Regions from separate parts of the Mus musculus genome. Here region 2 is linked to region 1. A link is a contact called in public Hi-C data. All regions are on one chromosome and are shown on one strand. Each heading gives the region's core, a stretch centred on a gene start, on an enhancer-like site or on the middle of the called end of the contact. The rest is flanking DNA. Distances are from core to core; before and after follow the strand shown. Region 1 overlaps Ccdc80 (coiled-coil domain containing 80). Region 2 overlaps Boc (biregional cell adhesion molecule-related/down-regulated by oncogenes (Cdon) binding protein).

Region 1 (5,022 bases), core at 1,426-3,925:
CTCTGATAGCTTCCTCTGAGGCAATTGGTGTTTAAGGGTCATTAATAAAAAGGAGGTAGAAAAGTTGATGGATGTGGGATACAGTATAAGAAGTGACAACATTGTTTATATAAACAAGGAATGCACAGAGATGAATTTTAAAGTAACATTTACAAATAAGAATGACAGAACACATTCTAGTTTACATTATTTTTTTTTGTCTTCGATTTTCCTGAAGAGAATTATGTTATATGGTAAAGCTCACATCAATACCCATAATAATGCCCCCAAACTGCTTCCCCTTTGAGCCAGACCAGAAAACCTGGTCCTCTGACTCCAGGTGTTGCTTTCATCTGTGGTGACAGCACCTGCCAACTGCCCTTCCTAGACCCCTCCACCCTTATTGAGGGAGGCAGGAAGTCTGGGTAAGCGGGTGTCCACAGTGTCTCGGTGTTTCCTGTGTACTCAGTCTCTGATGATTAACTATGTAAATGGGCTACAAAGTCGAGCATCCCTTCGCTCATCTTACTCCAGCCCCTGTCCTTACCATCTAATGTATCACTGTTAGCATCAACCCTGGACAATCAGGGGGACAAAAGTACAGAGGTCAAATGTGCAAAACAAGTCACTGTGGAGGAGACACAAGTGATTCCTTGTCAAAAGATGAGCAAATACAAAAACCATGCTCTATCGACCCAGAGGATGTGGGGAAATGGATGCCACTAGAAATCATGCTAGGCACAAGAAACCAGACTCATAAAGACAGCTAATATTTTCCCTCATGTGCAGGAGCTACATTTAAACTTTTATGTGTATGTGTGTATGTGTACTCATGAAAAGATAGACTCTTCCAACTACCATAATCAAAGATAACACCATAAATGGCATAAATAGTGGGTTTATTAATGGAGAAGCCTTGGGAAATAAAATTTATGTTACTCTAATTTTGAAAACTGAGATATTTTATCTTTAACTTTTGTTGTTGATACATTTTATACTATTTATATAAGAAGTTGTACAATGAAGGTTCTTGAATCTATGCCTGATTCTTTTATCTATTACTCCCTGCTCTCTGCAGGCAATAATATGTATTTGTGCTTCTTTATAGACATACAAATATCTATTTTCTATTTGTTATATATAAATATATATTTCATATATAACACTCACATATATACACACACATACATATATAAGGAGAGAGAGAGGGGAGAGAGAGAGAGAGAGAGAGAGAGAGAGAGAGAGAGAGAGAGAGAGAGAGAGAGAGAGAGAGAGAGAGAGACTAAGTTGCCCAGAATGGCCTGGAACTCACTCTCTAGTCCAGGTTGGCCTTGAACTTGCCATCCTCCTGCCTCAGCCTCCTGGGATTCCAGATGTGCACCACCAAATGTATTGAAAGAGGCCATAGTTTCAGCAATTGAAAATAGAGATCTCGAGCATAGTATATGTATTCTGTCTTAATAGATAGATTAGTTAAGATACACTGGGTCGATAACATTAATGGCCTTATATGCTATGATAAGAGTTCAGGTTTTCTTCTGTAAGAGAGGGACTTTCTGTCCTTTGAGTGCATTACAATTAGCTAGGAAACCTGTTTGGATGCAGCTCACTTGGTCTTACCATGAGTGAATCTAATTTGATTGGTCTGGATCCAAAGATTGTAATAGGAAGATTTCTTGTGACGGTGATGAAAGTTGGCAATAAATTCCACTCTTTAGAAAAAGCCAGTGATGAAGTGCTGCAGCAACAGGAGACAGTGAAATGATCCCAGCATTGGTGAAGGGCTTTATAGATGCACCACGAAGTGCTTGCTCCAAGGAAATAATGGATTTGATCATGATGGCCTGTGAACAAAGATTAGGGTCACCTTGAATGGCATGCTCTAAAGTGGAAGAGGTTGTATGAGCTTTCATAGTGGTAGAACAAAAAGAAAACTCATAAATCAAATACATTGGTGGGAGATCAGGTTGGTGAGGTACAACACATCAGGGCAATCTCTTCTATAGTTTTCAGATGTCATGTTTCTCTCTCTCTCTCTCTCTCTCTCTCTCTCAGATGTCATGTTTCTCTCTCTCTCTCTCTCTCTCTCTCTCTCTGTGTGTGTGTGTTTGTATGAGTCTTTATGTGTATGTGTGTGTGTATATATATTTATGTGCGTGTTTGTGTGTCTGAGTGTTTCTCTGTGTGTTTGTATGTGTGTCTACGTGTGTATCTATGTGTGTATGTGTGTCCATGCTGTGTCTGTATGTTCTATTATGTGCCATTCTGTGTAATGATCACACGTTGATGTCAGATTTCTTCTTTAATCACACTCCACCATTTTCTCATCTTCTTTCTTTCCTTCCTTCCTTCCTCCCTCCCTCCCTCCCTCCCTCCCTCCCTCCCTCCCTCCCTCCCTCCCTTCCTTCCTTCCTTCCTTCCTAAGACAGGGTCTCACTGTGTAACCAGGTTGCCTGGAACTCTGTATGTAGACCAGTCCAACCTCAAACTCACAGAAATCTGTCTGCTTTTGCCTCCAGAATGCTTGGATTAAAGTGTGCATCTCCATGCCTGGCTTCCCCACCTCATTTTAAATACAGAGTCTCTCACTAGGCCTGAAGCTTGCTGATTGGCTAGATTGAGTAGCTAGTACATTCCCCTGCTCAGCTTTCTATGTTGGGACTGGCGATCCAAACTCAGCTCCTTATGCTGGCGTGGCAAGTGCTGTGCCAAATGAGTCATCGCCTCAGCCCAGATGTTATCTTTTAACATTCATAGCTTTAGGGCTGGTGGAGATCTGCTGAGTAGCACATTCCAAAGGTTTTACTAATAGTCAGAAAGATGGTGAGGTCAAAGACATGGTTTGGGAGTGAGTGGATCTTAAGAAAGCTAAAGATAGCCCGAGATAATTTTGTCTCTTAATCTTCAACATCCCCTCTCTCCACAGTTACAACATTCTAGTCAGTCACTCAGTCAGTCGTCTGTCAGTCTGTCTGCACACTCTCCAGCACAGATATGGCACCCTTAGAGAACTTCAGTTCACAGCTTGAATTTAGGGGAAGGAAAAGAAATTGTGGATGCCAAGAGAGGAACTAGTCACAAGTGGGGTTTTGACTATAATGCTGGCATACAATTGTTTAATAGCTTCTAATTGAAGCTAATTTTTAAGTGCGACTGTGCTGTCTATAGTCAATCAAATACATGAAGAAACTTACTATAATGCAACCAGAAATGTGCCACTGGATTTTGGGACTGGGATTCCTAAATAATGAGAAACCAGACAAGCATCCCACAGACTATTTGTAAGAGGGTGAAAAAGAGCTCTCATCTGGCTAGTCTTTTCCTTGATAATTCCATTCTTGTTCTCACAAAATGAACATCGATCTTTGAGTCATGTTAGCTAAATTAGGAGAAAGTTAACAGTTTATAGGACCTCTTTAAAGAATGTCTACTTGTAAGTCTTAGAGAACTCCATGAGGACTGACTAGTGTGCTCAGACAGAGTGGATAAATTAAGAATCCATACATTCTGCCTTGCCTCCCAGACTGAAGACTATTAGCCCAGCTCTGATTTGCACAGAATGCAGAGGGTAGCCGAGACCTGGGGTTAGCGTAGACAGCCGCAGGCAGGAGCTGGCCTCACATGCACCTTCTTCAGAACTTGGCCAGGAGTGGAGTCTTCCCTGCTGTACTTGCCTCTGTCCTTCTTGGATCCAGCCTTGATCAGAGACTTCATTGTTTCCCTTGGGCAGATTTTTCTCCTCAGGCCAAACATGTAGACATTTCAGTAGCCTGAGAGTGTAAAACGTTTTCTTTCTAATGTTTAGCTGAATTACTTCTGAAAACATTTTGCTTGAGAGTTGAAACCAGACTGTGAAATCAGCTTCTTGCTGGTTAGAGCAAGTTTGTCTTAGGCCTTAAACCATGGTCCATTTGGCCAGTGATTGGGAGGTGTTTGTGTATAGTACAGTGAGGGCTCCAGGGGAGGAAGTCAGGCTGTCTGAGTCCTGCTGCCATTTTGCTTCTAGTAGCAGTGTGACCTTGAGCAAGTCAGTCCTCTTTTTCTTCCTCAGAATCTGTTACAGAGTGTGTTCTCTGAGGAAGAGAGCTCGAATCTCTAGTTTTGAATGTAAGGAGGTAAATGGAGAGTTAGCACCCTTCCTCCAGTCCTATGGGGAAAGGAGAGCAAGAATGGACAGAAGGGGAGTTTTGAGCTCTAATGTGGCTAACACTTGGGGCTTCCAGTTTGGAGGTGAGTGGTATGGCTTTTATATCCATTATTCTTGCCCAACGCTGCACCTACCATTGTACATGCACAAGGTCAGGTCAGTGAGATGGCAAAAGGACTTACCGTTCAAAGTCTGGTAACTGGAGTTTAGTCCCTTTGGCCCATGTAAGGATGGAAATAGAGAATAGATTACACAGACTTGTCCTCTGACTTCTGAATGTACACCATGGCACAAGCACCCACTTACTCACATCATGGACACACACACACACACACACACACAGAGAGAGAGAGAGAGAGAGAGAGAGAGAGAGAGAGAGAGAGAGGATAATAATGATAATAAAATATATATATTTTCATAAAAGAGGTCAAGGCCATCTTCAGGTACAGAATGAGTTTAGACCAGCCTGGGCTACATGAGACCCTGCTTAAAAAGTAAACAATATAAGGTAACAACAAACCCCTCAAAGTTATAATTCCTAGGTGAAGATAAAACCTGTTTATAAAGATTTAGAATATTAACTGCAAAGGATGTTTTTAGTTTTCATAGTTCTGTTAGCATTTTATTTATGCATAATAACAGGTTTTATTGTCACATTTCTTTCAAGTTCACAATATATTTGATCATCTTAGTACTGTTTTCTTGTCTTGGCCTCTTCCCATTCTCACTGATGTCATCACTCTTCCCAGTTAGCCCTCCTTCTGTGTGTGTGTGTGTGTGTGTGTGTACCAATTAGCTCCTGTAGCATTGCTAGCAGAAACAAGGGTGAGAGTTTGTTTATAGAAACATGGGAACATTATCAGCATCTCTAGCACTGAAGACAATGGTTTCTTCCT
Region 2 (4,997 bases), core at 1,202-3,701, 630 kb before region 1:
CTGACACTCGGTGTCGTGTCCCTCCAGCGGTGACACTTTGATTTCCCAGGTGAATTGTTACCAGAAGCCCCTGCTATGGCAGAGGGCTGTGCTGAAGAGTCCTTACTGAGTTTCTGTACTGCACATCTGAGAACACAATCGCCAGCGATGTACAGACAGGTCTGCGCCCTTCCACACAGAGTGTCAGAGTGTATTGAACAAGGCACATCAGGTTTATTGGCTGTGATTTATGGAGTAGCCTCATTTCCCCCCACAGCTGGCTATTGGTATTTGTAGCCTTTGACTACACTCTTGATCACTAATAGTAGAGCTCAGATCACAGGTTACATTTCACACAGTAAAATGTCATCTTTGTGAGCACACGTATCTGCAAATGGATACAAAGATGCTAGAGGCCACAGAGCCTAGAGAGGCCTCAACCAGAGGCAGCAAGGGCGCTGATATGAATGCAGTCCTTTAAAACGGTTAGGCGCTATTGAGGCCAGTTGGAAGCCAAGCCCAGATGATCCAAGCCACATGATCGAGCCCAGTTAGCTATCTGGAAGCAATGCTCAGGTTTGACACTAGCAGCAGAAATGCTGGACTTTTTTTGATGCAAGGCTCAGGGCTGGGTCCAGATGGACCAATGGCAGCATCATAGTAGAAGCCTCTAGAATGCTTTGTGTGTCAGCAATCCCTGGCACATTTTCTGGGGGTCAGATGACTGGCTAAAGGCTGTTCTCTCACAGTGTTAGATACTCTTCTTTTTATGGTGTCCAGATGAAGGTCGAAGTGTATTAGGTATGTTCTTGGGCCTGTTTGGGTTTTTTCTGATATAATTCTAACACATTCATGTATCTGCATGTTCCCTGTCTACTTTGGTGAGTTGGTAGGTAGTACGGTTTTCCTTGAAAGAATATCCTAAGCCTAACCCATGGTTCATGTTGGACATGGTAGTAGTGTTTGTGCATACCAACACAGCATGAAGAGTCTGCCTCTGGATTTTTGTATTGCTCATGTAAAGGGAGGCAGATTAAGGGCAAGGCCACCTAAAAAGCAATCAGTCGCTGGGCGTGGTGGCGCACGCCTTTAATCCCAGCACTTGGGAGGCAGAGGCATTCGAGGCCAGCCTGGTCTACAAAGTGAGTTCCAGGACAGCCAGAGCTATACAGAGAAACCCTGTTGCAACAAACAAACAAACAAACAAACAAAAAAGCAATCAGTCGTTGCCTCATACGGTATGAAGTAGATTGAAGTAACTCCGTCTCTCCACTCAGCTATGCCTTTCATTGATGAAGGCAAACAGGTGCTAATCATAGCCTTCATTGCTCATTCATTCATGCGTAAAAAAGTTGCCTCAAAACTTAGCTTTAAAAACAAGTTATTGAGCTAGAGGTTAGAGGTCTGTGGGTCTCAGGATCTGGTAGCAGACTTGGGAAACAGGATCCTAGGGAGCCTGGACAACTCCCTTCAGCGTCTGACCATCCTGAAAGAGTACAGTAAGCAGGGTGTCTATACGTTGCTTTTAGTGGCGCACACCAAAACCCATTTTGACATTTACTTTAGGTCACGGAGAGGTAGAAGGCAAAATTAGGTTTTACAAAAATAAAACAAGCTTCCAACAGCCTGTCAAGTTAACTACAGCTCAGATTTGAGCTGCATTAGCAAAGACTGCAAGCATTAGCTCTGCCCATTCCTCTCCTGGAAGTGACCGCTAAAGGCTTCAGTATGTGTTTGAAATCACATATCTTACTTCTTCCCTTGCAGGATTAGACCTCACGCTCTTATAATTTCCATGTTCCTTACACTTATTTCTATAAACACGTTAAAAGCCACTACCTTCCTGAAAATCATGCTGCATTTTGAGGACAGTTCTTATTCAGATTAGCCGTCTTTGTAGAAAAACGGATGCAAGGCTACCGATGGCTAGGTGCAGTACTCCTTTCCACCAGCAGATGGCGGCCTTATCCCAGTCTACCTTAGATCCTGCTTAGCAAATTCTTGGAAAAGCAGTCTGATACAACTCTTAATAAGATTAAATGTGTCAGGCTGAATTCCAACTCCTCATTTTCCTGAAATATACAATCCCTCCCCGCACAATGAATACTCAAAATGTGTGAAGACTTGCATTAAAATGTTCAGTTTCTTATTAAGTCTTGTGCCACACATAAAAGTTTTAAGTTCGCACGCACACACGCACGAATGCACGCTCACACACTTACCCCTATGAATGATCTTTTTGTGGAACAACATTAAATAAATGTTGGCTTGAAATGAGTCAACTCCTCCAGCAATGGTAACTTTAGAATGAAAGGAACCTACTAGGGACCACGTGTTAACGGGTGGCATAGTACTAAGCTAAATGGTGTTTTGGAAGCAATAGTTGGTCTTTTAAAACACACACACACACACACACACACATCCCTACACAAGAAGAATTCACTTCATTCCTTCAATATGGCAGATGCTCACCTCCAGTCCGGCAAGAGAACAGTGAATTTGCTTCCTGTCTGTGTATTCCTTCTTGGAGTAAGCAGTTTGTAGTGTCATGTTACATGAATCCAAATTCAGCATTCATTGTTTAAAGAGACAAAAAAATATGAAAAATATTTGCGACTGTTCCCAGATTTTATCTCTGATGGGTTGGAAATCATCTCGAGCAGGGCTTTACTGCAGCCACTCAAAGACGGGACGCCGGACGTCTAAAGAAAACGCTGACTCACTCGTGACTAAGATGAAGGTTACAAGGAAGACTAAACATTTATTTAGAAGTTACAGTGTTTGTTTTTACAGAGATATGTTGCCACCGATTATTGATTCTGGGAGACTGTTAATGCTTAGAGTGCTGTACACATCTGGGGCTTTTCTCGTGACATCTTGGAAACCTGTCCTGTGCCACCAAATTGGAGTGGCTTCCAGGTGGCTCCAGTCTGCGGCATGATGGCCTTTGCTTTATCCCTGTGTTCTTCATGAACAGTGTGCTTAGGGTCCTTCCACCAAGTGGCCCGAGGGCCTCCTGGTGTCCGTGGTAGCTGCAGGTTCTGGGATCCATCTGCAGCCTGACCATCTATGATACTCATTTCCACTGGTCTCCAGTTACTCAGCTGCTTGCTTTCTGTCTTGTGCCAGAAAGGGGAGGATTCCATATCTCTCCAGAATTATAGAAACACATATACATTTATTTACAAGTGCATAAATATATAAATATGGCTATAATAGAAAAATAAATACCAATTTTTCTCTGTCAACAAACAAACAAACAAACAATATATAGTCTTTCTGGGATATTAGCTTCGGCCTAAATTGTGGGAGGTGGTGTTTCAAAGGACACATGAACTGATGGGCTAGGCGAGAACCGCATCCCACGTTCCTGTCCTGTGTAGGTCCCTGATGGATGCTGGGAACTCCAGTCTCCTCCACCCACTTGGCAGGAGTCAGAACTGTCTACTTCTTCAACTGGTACAAGACCTAAACAGCACTGGGGCCCTGTGAGGGGAAAACGTAGGCGACATTAAAATCTAGACTCACTATGCAGTCCTGCGCTACTCTCTACCTATAGCTGGTCACACTGGCCCTGGAAGGGGAGGACCCTTACAATTCATCTATGTTGGGACCAAAGGCATTAGACTTCAAAGCACTCGACTTGTAGCCATCAGCTACGTACACACAAAACACAAAGGGATGCCCGGCTCTCTCTAGCCAGGCTGTGTTCTACCTCACGATCCAACCAAACCTTGTTTTCATGACGACTGGCCTGGCTTTGGAGCTGATGGTCTTTTAGAATTTCATGTCCTAGAGACAGGGTCTAGGGTCCTCATGGCAGGAGCATGCACCCCCGGGGAAGCTAAGAAACGCCAACTCATCCTCTGAAGTACCAAGTGCCCCAACTAAGTCCTGGTGGATTTGCTAGACGTAGGTAGAGAGGGAGCTATGGGCAGGGGTAGCACCCCCCCCCCCCCCCGGCCATGAACAAGTTTTGTGGGCGTAGACAGTTACTATGGTGACGTGTGCACATGCATGGCTTCCTGGTGACTGATAAGAACCAATCCCTAATTAAGACCTGACAGAACAGAGGATCAGAGAGGCCCCCATGTGATGAGGGGCAGAGAGACTCTGCGAATAGCCCTGAATCTCAAAAACAGAGAGCAAATAGGCTTCTTCCGTTGGAATAGAGGATGCGCTTTCTCTTCAGCCTTTGAGGACCACAGTTAGAGTGTTGGAGTCAGACCATACTGGGAAGGCCTCCTGGCCCTCTAGCCTTTAGTAGCAAATGAGTGGCCATCCATCCCCAACTCCCAAACACTCCCTTGAAGAAGTCCCTTGTCCTTTCTCCTCAAAGCCATCGCTGGGTTATGGGTGACCCCATCAGACAAGATCTCCCTGCCGCCCCTGGCTGACCTGAATGATATGGAGGGTCCCATGAAGATTCTAGTCCAGGACTTTCAGACGTTCGCCTCACTGCTGTTTGGCATGTGGTGACGGGTTGCTTCTGGAGGTGACAGCAGTCTTGAGGTTGGAGCAGCTGGTGAGTTGAGTCATCAGGCAGCGTGTATAAGAAAGCTCCTACTCCTGAGGCACACTGGGGACCTCTGCGTTGTACAAGACCAGATGGGGTGGGTTAGTGCAAGCAGAATGGGCGTGCACTTTCACTATCTGACATACATCACACCGGTCCCCTGTGAACATCAGGAGCTGCCCCACCAAATTCAGCCGGTGATAGTTGAGCTTTATTGTGGGAGGTGGCAAACTGGGTGTTCTGGGGCCTGTAGGCAAAGTTGGTTCTACCTCCAGGGTTTTGGTGAGCCAGTGAGTGACAGATGCTGAGAAACAACCGAAGCCCCTAAGCAGAAGAGTATCATAAGTGTGTACACAGCACCTTGCCCATGGGGTAACTGCCCCATCGGGCACAAATAGCAAACTTGGGGATCCCTGCACGAAGCGCTACTTAGCTCTGGTTGACCGACTTTGGATAGCGAAAGGGAATGGGAGGATTGGAGACTTGGGAATAAAAGTGGGAA

What was found. A called contact is a pair of places that touch in the nucleus more often than the background predicts.
Region 2: a contact with region 1 is called in a Hi-C map of the G1E-ER4 cell line, with 3 times the contacts expected there. The contact joins two enhancer-like sites. A contact is called at or near these places in 9 of 484 Hi-C or Micro-C datasets (the G1E-ER4 cell line, brown adipocytes, embryonic fibroblasts and 5 more), 2 of 115 datasets of contacts at active chromatin or transcription factors (astrocytes and trophoblast stem cells) and 1 of 9 other capture datasets (embryonic stem cells).

The regions. Positions count from the first base shown.
Region 1 is chr16:45,107,991-45,113,012 of GRCm38.p6, forward strand. The region is part of intron 3 of Ccdc80 (coiled-coil domain containing 80); the gene reads left to right. Among named protein-coding and RNA genes, the nearest start is that of Ccdc80, 16 kb to the left of the region's middle. Within about 2 kb of position 2,676, at least 99 of the 459 cell types and tissues checked have an H3K27ac peak or open chromatin away from gene starts, as enhancers often do. A contact at or near this core is called in the G1E-ER4 cell line and embryonic fibroblasts, where this site is marked.
Region 2 is chr16:44,482,335-44,487,331 of GRCm38.p6, forward strand. Boc (biregional cell adhesion molecule-related/down-regulated by oncogenes (Cdon) binding protein) reads right to left here. Exons shown (of 19, transcript NM_172506.2): 18 at 4,378-4,568; 19 at 2,711-3,465. The coding sequence ends at 3,278. Cfap44 (cilia and flagella associated protein 44) reads left to right here. Exons shown (of 35, transcript NM_001033247.1): 35 at 1-94. Among named protein-coding and RNA genes, the nearest start is that of Gm30064, 46 kb to the right of the region's middle. Within about 2 kb of position 2,452, at least 19 of the 459 cell types and tissues checked have an H3K27ac peak or open chromatin away from gene starts, as enhancers often do. A contact at or near this core is called in the G1E-ER4 cell line and embryonic fibroblasts, where this site is marked.